Regions from separate parts of the Zea mays genome. Here region 1 is linked to region 2. Evidence: chromatin contacts called from public Hi-C data. All regions are on one chromosome and are shown on one strand. The core of a region is the stretch at or near the end of the contact, and the rest is flanking DNA. Distances in the headings are between cores, read along the strand shown. Region 1 holds the start of LOC100277625. Region 2 holds the start of LOC103634723 (protein STRICTOSIDINE SYNTHASE-LIKE 10).

What was found. Hi-C and Micro-C count contacts between places; a contact is called where the count stands out from the background.
Region 1: a Hi-C map of bundle sheath shows a contact between it and region 2, with 2.4 times the contacts expected there. The contact joins the promoter of LOC100277625 here to the promoter of LOC103634723 in region 2. A contact is called at or near these places in 5 of 25 Hi-C or Micro-C datasets (bundle sheath, ear, leaf and 1 more).

The regions. Positions count from the first base shown.
Region 1 is chr1:57,677,531-57,682,959 of Zm-B73-REFERENCE-NAM-5.0, forward strand. LOC100277625 reads left to right here and starts at 2,727. Exons shown (of 1, transcript NM_001151137.3): 1 at 2,727-3,346. The coding sequence starts at 2,825. The coding sequence ends at 3,217. It overlaps LOC100274446 (Suppressor of SWI4 1), which reads left to right. Exons shown (of 7, transcript NM_001148805.1): 6 at 1-42; 7 at 132-459. The coding sequence ends at 235.
Region 2 is chr1:57,927,740-57,933,516 of Zm-B73-REFERENCE-NAM-5.0, forward strand. LOC103634723 (protein STRICTOSIDINE SYNTHASE-LIKE 10) reads left to right here and starts at 4,114. Exons shown (of 1, transcript XM_008657311.2): 1 at 4,114-5,279. The coding sequence starts at 4,143. The coding sequence ends at 5,159.

The DNA.
Region 1 (5,429 bases), core at 1,477-3,976, 250 kb before region 2:
AAGCTGGGCTATGTTCAGGAGATGTCTTATACCCATGGCCTGGTGAATTCCATTTAGCGCTCTGAACACCTTAAACTATTCCTAAGTATTGATGCATCTTTTTTTTGACTGATTTCCTTTTTATGATACAGTGGAAAAGGAAGTGGTGGGAAAGAAAGGAACAGAAACTGGGGAAGTAGAAGGGCAAGAAGACGATTCTGAGGCCACAGATGAGTCCGAGGATGAGATGGTGTAGGATTTCAGATGTTTTGGACAGGCAGACGCAGGTGTTTTGACAGTCCTGGATGTTTCATGCTGAAACCAACGGGCCCTGTGCCCAATAACGTGGTGCATTCATGCCAATTTTGTCACTGAAGGTGCATTGCATTCGTTGTAACGAAGTGTAACATTGTTTTGCCGATGGTTACCTCTTTTGTGTTATGACAAGTTTGGAGGATAGTTTTTGGTTCGCAGTCTAAGATTTCTCATTCTTGTCGGGGTTTCAGAGGGATGGACATGGGGCTTTTGGTTCAGCTTTTTTCTGACTAGCTTTTCTGAAAATTTGGCTGTGGGGAGAATCTGGCTGTGGGGAGAATCTGAGTATCATTACGATTACGTGTAGAGGAAGATAAAGTTGTTCATAGGGCTCAGGATCTACAAAGTGACGGATTCCTACTATTACAACGACTCAACCGATTATGTGTTTATGTTGATTTTGAATGGTTTTTGTCCCAACGAATTTTATAGAATTTGGCTGAAAAGCTGAGCGTTTTGCAGTGCGCAGCAACTTTTGGTGGCCAGAAGCTGCCAGAAGCCGAAACAAACATGGCCATGATGTCCTACACAACTACAAAGGCTTTGTTTGGTTACGCTGGTACTGATAGTGGGTTGGCATGATGATCTTCATGTTTTGAGGGTTTGTTTATGGGTGATATTTGTATTTTTTTTTCTGGTGGACCCTGTATTCTGTGTTCTCTAAAGTAGGCAGAGGGGTGCTTTAGGGACTGTTTAGGTTGCTGCATTCACCAAAACCGGCCCTGCTCCACTAAGATAAGCTCCTGAAGTGTCATTTGAGGTGCCCTACAAGGACCTTCATTTTTTAGAACAAAATTATTTTTTACAGCGATTAGGCTTGCTATGTTAGATGTGGTTGAGTGTTAGCCTACTAAAAGATGGCATATCCAACAACTAAGTGTCGCAGAGATACATATGTTGTGTTGGATATGTGAGCACACAAGATGTGAGCACACAAGATTGGATGAGTAAGAAACGATGATATGCATGATTGGTTAGGAGTAGCTATTTAATACCGGTTGAGATGGTTTGGGTATGCCCACTGGAGACCCCAGAGGCACCGGTGTATAGAGACATCATAATACTTGTATAGAGACATCATAATACGGGACGATAATGTAAAGAGAGGTAGAGATCAATCAAACTTGACATGAGAGGAGGCAATCAAAAGGGACTTGAAGGAATAGAATACCTCAATAGAGTTGTGTTTGGATAGAAGTGTTTGGAAAGAAGCTATCCACGTGACTGAACCGTGATGAGGTATTTTTCCTTTTAGTGTTCTCAAAATCTTTTTCCCTCCTCTTTCTCTCACTTTCTCTTTTTGTGACATCTTGTTGGGTTTCAACTCTAGCCTACCCCAACTTGCTTGGAACTAAAAGGCTATGTTGCTGTTGTTGATGAGCGACGAGGCAATAGGGGTGATAATGAATCAGATCCAATGTCCCTTTACAAAAAGTTAAGGCCCTTAAATAATATTAGTTCAAAAATGAATAAAAATAGAGTTCGACTCTAATTCGATTTGATTCTTAAAGTTTGTAGTGTAAAATCTAAAGTCCATTACCACCCCTACCAGGCAAGCTCACATGCTGGAACCCTGAAATTTAGAAGGATCCAAAATCTGAAAAGTTATGCTAATTGTCGGGTGATCTAACAGCTAAGATCATCTCTGTTTGATATACTAAACGATGCTGTTAAGCAGTTGCTTTTTATCCTTTCTTATCCTCATATTTAGCAAGCCGAGAGTGACTCCCCAAAAACTTTCTATGCAAAAAAAGTTTTGTGCCTTCTGTTTTTATTCTCTTTTGTGTTTTATTAATAAACTCTAAGCTATTACGTGGAAAAGAATCTTGTTGTGTGTTAGACTTTTTATTTCTGTAGTTTGGAATATTTCTCTAGAGTGTCCAATCAAGCATTTTAGATCATATTTGGAATTGATGAATCAGAAATTTGTATTTATTGTGTACATAGATTTCAGAACTATGTACGTAGTTTTTTTATGCAGATTTCAGAATCATTCAAGAATAATATCATATTTGACGAAAAAAATATAAAACTTTCTAGAACGTGAGAGGGGTGGGGTGGGGCTACCTGCAAATTTGCTTTATTTTCAAATTTGGAATGCATGTGATTGCATGGTATCCCAAACTTATGATGAGATCTCAAGTGTGAGGGGGTGAGGCTACCTGCACGGCCCCCGCCTCCCACGTTGTCTCACTGTGGGGGTGGGGCTACCTGCACGGCCACACCACCAAGCTGTTTCGGTGTTTCCCGTTTCCTTCCCCCGTCCTTGTGTGTGGTTTACCACCACCATTCAGCGCTACTACGTGACTTTTACTCTCATAATTAAATTAAAGATGCTTTGACACTTTAAATTTTTTAAAAGTACTTGTAATTTGGAATCGAGTGAGTGTTTACTCATATCGGTCGTCCACGCTACCCCACCGCTCTCTCTAAAACTAATATCTTCTTCACTTCCCATCCCATTCATTCATCACTCACCAGTCACCACCACTGCCGCGACCGAGAGAGTCAGAGAGAGCAGGCGGCGGCAATGGCTGGCGCTGGGGACGAGTACTACTACGGCGGGCCGGGCCAGCGCGGCGCGCCCCACGGCCTGCTGCTGGCGGTGGTGGTGGGCCTCGTGGTGGCGGGCCCGCTGTTCCTGGGCGGCGGCGGCGAGGCGCTGACGGAAGCCGTGGCGGAGCTGCTGAGCCCGGTGGGGCTCCTCCTCCTCCCCGTGTGCCTGCTGTTCCTCATCCGCCTCCTCTCGTCCGACCGCGGCGCCGCGGCGCTCGCCGACGCCTTCGCCTTCGGCGGGTCCCCCGACGCCGTCCACCGCGTGGGAGGGTCCCCGGTCGGCGTCGCGTTCTTGCTCCTCCTCATCCTCGCGCTGCTCTACTACCGATCCTCGCTCTTCGGCGGCGACGGCGGCGACGACGAGTAGGATAGGAGAGCTGGCGGTTGCGATCTCTGGCTGTCTGTTGGGTTGGTTTCTGTAATGCGAGGTCTGCGAGGGGCGTCTGTGCAAAAGTGCGTGTGTAAAATCGAGCGGAGGCGGTTAATCTGTTGTTTACTTGGTCGGTTTGTGACGCTGAAGCTTCTGTGCGTGTGTTGCGTCGGGCCATGTGCGTGCGCTGTGCTCTTCCCCAGAACCACGTGTACACGCTGTACTATCACCCCACTGACCCAGAACGCCAATGCGTGCCAGTGAATTCCACGTTTAACTTTTACAATACAAACAAGCAAGGGAAAGGGACCGCTCCTGTAAAGTATCACGAAAAGAAAGCGAGAAAAGTTGTCATGTAAATATATGTTTGTTAGATTTATGGAAGATTTTAATTTTTTAATTTAAATTTTGAAATTATTTTAATATTAATTTTTTTAGGTTTTAGGATATCACAGGCTAATGAGACCAACAAGATAGCTAGTTTTTCTAAACAATGGTTTTGTAATCCTAAGGCGCTCAGGCTACCCAAGTCGCGTTTACTTGGGACAATTCTCCCCAGGCAATTCACCTGAAGGGAACACTTTCCAATGGTCTACGATTATTTGCATACTTTTCATAAACGGGAATAAACGAGAACTTCCAAAGATGTTTTTTCTTTCTTTCTATATAGTGTCTAGCATAAGAACTCAAACTTCAGAACCGGACCAGGATTACCATAAGAAACTCACTTCATTAAAACAAACATAACTACATATGGATTTCCCCATTTGGGAAGCTCCAAACACTTCCAAAAAAAAACCTTAGAGCAGATACAAATCCTACTCTTGGATTGCGCAGATGAAGATGAAGTAACACAAGCAACCACAAATGACTATAGAGCTTAAATACTGTTGTTGATTGCTCGTGATTCTCTTTTCTTCATTTCTTGAGTCCTTTTATACGCGATCGAAGAGTGCTTGTCTCTTAACTTAATTGTTCTATAGGCACTGAGAATATTTACTGCTGAAAGACAAGGTATAAGTATAACAGTTTTGTCTATAACCACGTTTTGGTGTAAACCCTATGTAAACCTATTAAAAAAATTTCAAAAAAATCTGAGAAAATATGAATGTACATCTAAGCTTACCTTATTTATATACAAAATTGCATGATCAAATTAATCTTACTATACCAGTGTAGTTGAGCTTCCCATACATCAGAGGACATAGCGAGGACAAAAGATGATAGCAATTCTGACAAGTGTAGTTGGCACGGGGTCTTAAACCTTAGACCCTATTCTAAACCTCTAAAACTAATAGTTAGTAACTAAAATTAGCTGAAAAAACGGGTCAACTAATAAAACCAGCTAATTATTAGTTATGTCTCTTACATAGCTATTAGTTGTTAACTGCTCTAACTTAGTTAATAACTTATTAACTGATTAATAATTATATCTAGAGGTTTAGAACAACCCTTAAGCTATCTAACTAACTAAATATTGGTATGGTTGCTTGTCATATTTGCAAAATTGTGCCTATGGTATATACGTGTTTGAAGCTCTCGTAGGCTCATGACCTTCTTGCCTCCATGGTTATTCTAAAAGCATTTTCTAAAAGGCAAGGCTCCTCAGTAAAAAAGAAAACTGCCATTTAGGAGATTTAAGGTGTGTTTAGTAGTGATCTAGATTTTCTAAAAAAATAGGTTTATGTTGTCTCCAGAAATATTTCTCTGTTGAATCAAAAACACTTTATAAAAATCCTTTAGCTAATTTATTGGATTCTTTAAAAATATTAGAACTAGAACTAGGATAGAGAGAACCTAGTAGGTTTTGGACGTTTTTCTATATTATTAATAAAAAAACTAGAATCGGTTTTAAGTGATTTTTTCTCAAAAGTTCCCCCTTTGTTACCGATTCTAGTGATTCTTGAGATCTAGAATGTTTATCAATAGGGTGTGTTCAGTACATATTTTCCTCCATCGCTGTAAAGTTATCTTTTTCAACTTGTACTAAGTATCTTATATCGTGTCAAGCATTTCACCTATATGGTCAACCAAAATACTATTTTGCACTGTAGACACACTGTTTGTAGAGTGAAGTTTGAATATAGGTATGATAATAATTAAGCTGCTAGAGATAGCCTTACATCTATAGTTCCTCGGGTAAAGCTGAAATCCCGATTCGTTCGGTCTCATATTTTGTTTTTACCTGAATTGTTTTTGTATTTATAGG
Region 2 (5,777 bases), core at 2,864-5,363:
TTGGGCCACCTCGTCCTCATCATAATCTTCATCCCCTACGGGTGGTACCTGTACACCAAACTCAACAACATCTCATATGCTTTTGTGGAGTGAGGTTAGGTGATATCTCATCATATCACTCCACCTAGAATAATATTCACCGTCAAATGTCGGTGGTTTGCCTAATGGGACGGAAAGTAATGGAGTATTCTTAGGAATGCGAGGATAGTGTAGGGGGATCTTACTATACTTCTTGCGCTCTTGACGCTTAGAAGTGACGGACGCGGAGTCGGATCCGGATGTAGAGGGCGATGAAGAGTCGGTCTCGTAGTAGACCACTTTCTTCATTTTCTTCTTCTTCTCGCCACTCTTATGCGATCGAATGCGTGAAGGGGATCCATCCTTCTTGTTGTTGGCGGACTCCCTTGATGGAGCCTTCCCGTGGCTTGTAGCAGACTTCTCACCGCCGATCACCATCTTCTTGGCGTGATCTCCCGACATCACTTCGAGCGGTTAAGCTCTAATGAAGCACCGGGCTCCGATACCAATTGAAAGTCGCCTAGAGGGGGGGTGAATAGGGCAAATCTAAAATTTATAAACTTAAGCACAACTACAAGCCGGGTTAGCGTTAGAAATATGAACGAGTCCGAGAGAGGGCGAAAAACAAATCGCAAGCAAATGAAGAGTGAGACACAAGGATTTGTTTTACCGAGGTTCGGTTCTTGCAAACCTACTCCCCGTTGAGATGGTCACAAAGACCGGGTCTCTTTCAACCCTTTCCCTCTCTCAAACGGTCACTTAGACTGAGTGAGCTTCTCTTCTCAATCAAACGGGACACAAAGTGCCCACAAGGACCACCACACAATTGGTGTCTCTTGCCTTGGTTACAATTGAGTTGATCACAAGAAAGAATGAGAAAAAGAAGCAATCCAAGTGCAAGAGCTCAAATGAACACAAGTCACTCTCTCACTAGTCAATATTTGATTTGGAATGAACTAATAAGGACTTGGGAGAGGATTTGATCTCTTTGGTGTGTCTTGTATTGAATGATATAGCTCTTGTAAGGTGTGGAAGTTGGAAAACTTGGATGCAATGAATGGTGGAGTGGTTGGGGTATTTATAGCCCCAACCACCAAAAGTGGCCGTTGGGAGGTTGTCTGTCGCATGGCGCGCCGGACAGTCCGATGCGCCAGCCACGTCAGTCGGCCATTGGGTTCTGACCGTTGGAGCTCTGATTGGTGGGGCCTCTGGGCTGTCCGGTGGTGCACCGGACAGGTCCTGTAGACTGTCCGGTGCCCCTTCTGTGCGTGTTCTGACTCTGGTGCGCACTGTAGCACATTTAATGCAGTTGCAGTCGATCGTTGGCGCGAAGTAGTCGTTGCTCCGCTGGCACACCGGACACTGTCCGGTGCTTCACCGGACAGTCCGGTGAATTATAGCGGAGCGGCCTCCCATTTTCCCGAAGGTAGCGAGTTCAGCGTCAAGTTCCCTGGTGCACCGGACACTATCCGGTGCGCCAGACCAGGGTGCCTTTGGGGTGTCTTTAGCTCTCTTTATTTGAACCCATCTTTGGTCTTTTTATTGGCTTGTTGTGAACCTTTGGCACCTGTAAAACTTATAGACTAGAGCAAACTAGTTAGTCCAATTATTTGTGTTGGGCAATTCAACCACCAAAATCAATTTAGGAAAAGGTGTAAGCCTATTTCCCTTTCACTGACCCCCGAAGGATGAGGATAAAGCATCATCTTCGGCTCTGGTATATGCCCCAAGTAACTCGTCGCTAGTAGCCTCAAAACATTTCAGCCAATCGTCATCTGGCTCGTCAAACCGGTCCCTGAATCTGAAGGTATATTTCAATCGAACTAATCCACCTTCGATGGATCCGGTAGCAGTCTCCTTCGGCATCTCCCAATTATCCACAAGTGGCCACACTCTATAGGCTATGTGCTCTTGGATTATGTCTCTTGTGCCAATGAAAGCACAGACATTGCTGAAAGCCTTTTGACACGCTTCGGCATCACTTTCAATCACCACCCTCGGTCATCGAAGGCCGAAGCGAGACCAGATGGGGCGCTGGGTAATTTCCTTAATGTTCTCTCTCTCAACCAGATTATTCTTAACATAAAACCATTCCTCCATCCAGGCCCCGGTCCACCTTTTCCGAAATGTTGGAATCGGGTAGCTTGCATTGGGACGAGCAATGAATCCATAACAACCAAAGTTGTTGTGATACTGCTCTTTGCCAGTGGCCTTCGACTCATACAATAGTTCATGCATACTGCAAAAACACTTCACGCTCGGTTCCAGCCCCTGTCTTCTTACAGCCCAAACAAACAAGCCCATTCTAATTATAGCTTTGGGAGTAAGTTGATGAACAAAGATCTGAAATATCTTTAGCACTTGAACCAAAAATCTGCTTAATGGGAACCGAAGACCCGCCTTCAAAAGGCTTTTGTAAACAACCACCTCATTTTCTTCAGGAGCAGGGGTGGTGCTGTCTCCTCCAACCCTCACAATAGACATGTCACGAAAGTATCTTCCCTTCATGGCGTCAACATGACTTTGCTTAATAGTCGACTTTCCGAAGATGGTATGGCTTGGTCGCTAGGGCCGGTCCTCAGAATCTTCATCTCCACTTTCCACATCATAGTCATCGCTATCGTCTGAATCCTCAGACAAATCCGCCATTATTTCCTTCGTGATCTTTTCTGTATTTGTCTTTGCCATAGATTCATAAAACCCAGCAAGAAAAGGGTCCACAACCTTCTTCTCCTCATATAGTTTCTCCTCCTCGGATATCTTCTTCTCTTTAGACATCTTCTTCTCTTCAAACATGGAACAAGCACTTGACTTTAAGATGAAGCTCGAAAATCAAGCAAGAGCTAACAGTAAGAGAATTAAGATTTGAGAAAACAGCGCAAGCAACAGAAATGGCGTAGCAAATGTCGCTGCTGCGGGCATCTATTTATACGCCTAGTGCATTGCAACTTGGTGGGTCCCATTTGTCATTGACTTTCGCTATTCTAGCGAAAGGAAGGTGTTTTCTCGGACTTTCGGCTTAAGGCATTCGTTCACGTCGCAGTCTGAATTCGTTGTTACAAGAACAAATTAATACTGCGAGGGGCTACTGTTGGGGGCCTTCGTCTTCCAAAGGTCCTCAAAAACACGACTAACATGCTTTCCAAGTATAATATATTGTCACAGGAACCTTCGGCCTTTAGATGAAGGTGTGCACGGTATGAAAGGCGCGGTCTGGGAGAAGGATGAACCAGTTCCGAAGTTACGAATGAAGAAGCTTCGGCTTAGCGCAAGGGCAGCGATGGAGAATGGAACCGACCTAAAGAAAAATATTCTGCCCAGTCCTCGACAAATTACTCCTTAGTTAGCAGTAAGTGTCAAGGACATGGATGTAATTTTACCCAGGTTGCGTCTTATGCCTATAAATAGATGAACAGTAACACCGTACTGTTCACGCTGACTTGTAATCGCTCGCACGTCACTCTTTGACTTTTACCTTCTGTCGAGCCGAAGGTATGCCCTTCATAACCTTCGTCTGAAGATCATTATATTCTAAATGAGATAATGCTTCGAATGACGAAGGTCTTTAACCAGTAACATTTGTGTTGTCTTGTTCTTAATTCATAGCATTTGAGAACAAATACTCAACAGTCGGTAAACTCACGTTCTTATGGTAAGTTCGTCGGCTTATTACATTAAGTTCGACGGTTTGTCACCGCGTTCTTTAACTAGTTTCTTGTAGTGCACTGTTTAGGTACTAAAATTCGTGTTCCACTGTTTCGGGAAACAACCTCACAACCGAGTCCTAGTTGCTTCTTAAATACACAAATTAATACTGTATTGTATAGATATATAGGTTCCATGAATAACTGCTTTGGCTGTTTAGGTGCTGCTCACACGGTTATAAAAAAAAGGAGCGAAACTAGCAAAATTCCGAAAACAAAACAGAAAAATGCCACGTCGAGGTGGGCCCGGGCAACACATAACACCGACGTACGGTACGACCACGCAAGTCCGCGTCGCGTCCAACTCCAACGGGTCCGGCACCGCACCCACCCAGGCCTATAAAAAGGCACCGCCACGCCACGCCGTCTCATCAAACCAAAGTCGAAAGTTTTGTTCAGCTCCATCGCAACGTAATCGAGATGGGGCGCATGGCGTCGCTTCTACTCGCCGTCGCCCTCGCGCTGTTGCTCCCGACGTCGTTCTGCGCCGCCGAGCCAATCAAGACCACGCCCACGCTCTGGAGCTTTCACCTACCGCTTCCCGACGGCGTTATCGGCGCTGAGAGCCTCGCCTTCGACCGCCGCGGCCAGGGCCCCTACGCCGGCGTCTCCGATGGCCGCGTCCTCAAGTGGGGCGGCAGCGCCCTCGGCTGGACCACGTTCGCCCACAGCGCAAACTATCGGAAGATCCCTCTGTGCACAGCGTCCGTGGTGCCGTCGGAGCAGACGGAGAGCATGTGCGGCCGCCCCCTTGGGCTGCAGTTCTTTGCCATGACCGGTGATCTCTACATCGCCGACGCGTACATGGGGCTCATGAAGGTCGGGCCCAACGGCGGCGAGGCACAGGTGCTGGCGACCCAAGCGGGCGACGCGCCGTTCCACTTCGTCAACGGGCTCGACGTCGACCAGGCCACCGGCGACGTGTACTTCACCGACAGCAGCGCCATCTACCCGCGCAGGTTCAACACGGAGATCATGATGAACGCCGACGCGACGGGGCGGCTGCTCAAGTACGACGCGCGGACGAAGCGAGTCACCGTGCTCAAGGCCGACCTGCCGTACCCCAACGGCGTGGCGGTCAGCAACGACAGGACTCATGTGGTGGTGGCGCACACCGTTCCGTGCCAGGCGTTCAGATACTGGCTCAAAGGCCCCAAGGCCGGCCAGTACGAGCTCCTCGCCGACCTGCCTGGCTACCCTGATAACGTGAGGCGCGACGCCAGGGGCGGCTACTGGGTAGCGCTCAACCAGGAGAAGGCGCGCCTCGACGCCACGGCGCCTCCAGCAAAGCATCTAGTTGGTGTCCGGCTCGCCGTAGACGGCGCGGTGGTGGAGGAGCTGACGGCGGCGAAAGGCGTGACACTGAGCGACGTCGCCGAGAAGGACGGCCAGCTCTGGCTCGGATCTATAGAATTGGACTACGTGGGCTTAGTTTAGATTACTATACGCTACTGTATTAGATAGTATTTTATTTGGAAAGAAATACCCTTAGATTACTATACACTGCTGTATTAGATAGTACTTTATTTGGAAAGAAATACCCTGGTATTCAGATTAGACAGGAACGCTTTAGTTAGACTGTATTCCATTACAATAAATACTGTTATTTTTATACTTACCGAAGGCTTGTTCTGTACATGTTTATAATGGTGTTATAGTTCACAAACATGTTTATGAAGATGAAAAACACAAGGAAAAAATAAAAGACACACGAGCAAGCTCTCCAACACCTCAACCAACAAGGAAGATAAAACGATAAAACATGTTTACTTCCAGTCAAACTGCTTTGTGTCAATGGGGCTGCTACCAAATAGTTTGGAACAGTTCCTGAGTGTCATGTTCCAACCAGAATTACTCTGTTGTAAATAGTTTCTAAATGAGCGATGCCAACTTATTATTGGAATAATGCTTATATCGTGTGCTCGAGAAAAACGTTCTAGTAATATTACAGTTTTAAGATTGCCAATGTCTTTCTTTTGGCTAAGTTAACGCTACCTCTGTTCCCCACTGATTAAAAGGTAAGGAAAAAAATAGAGAGATAACATTGACTACCTT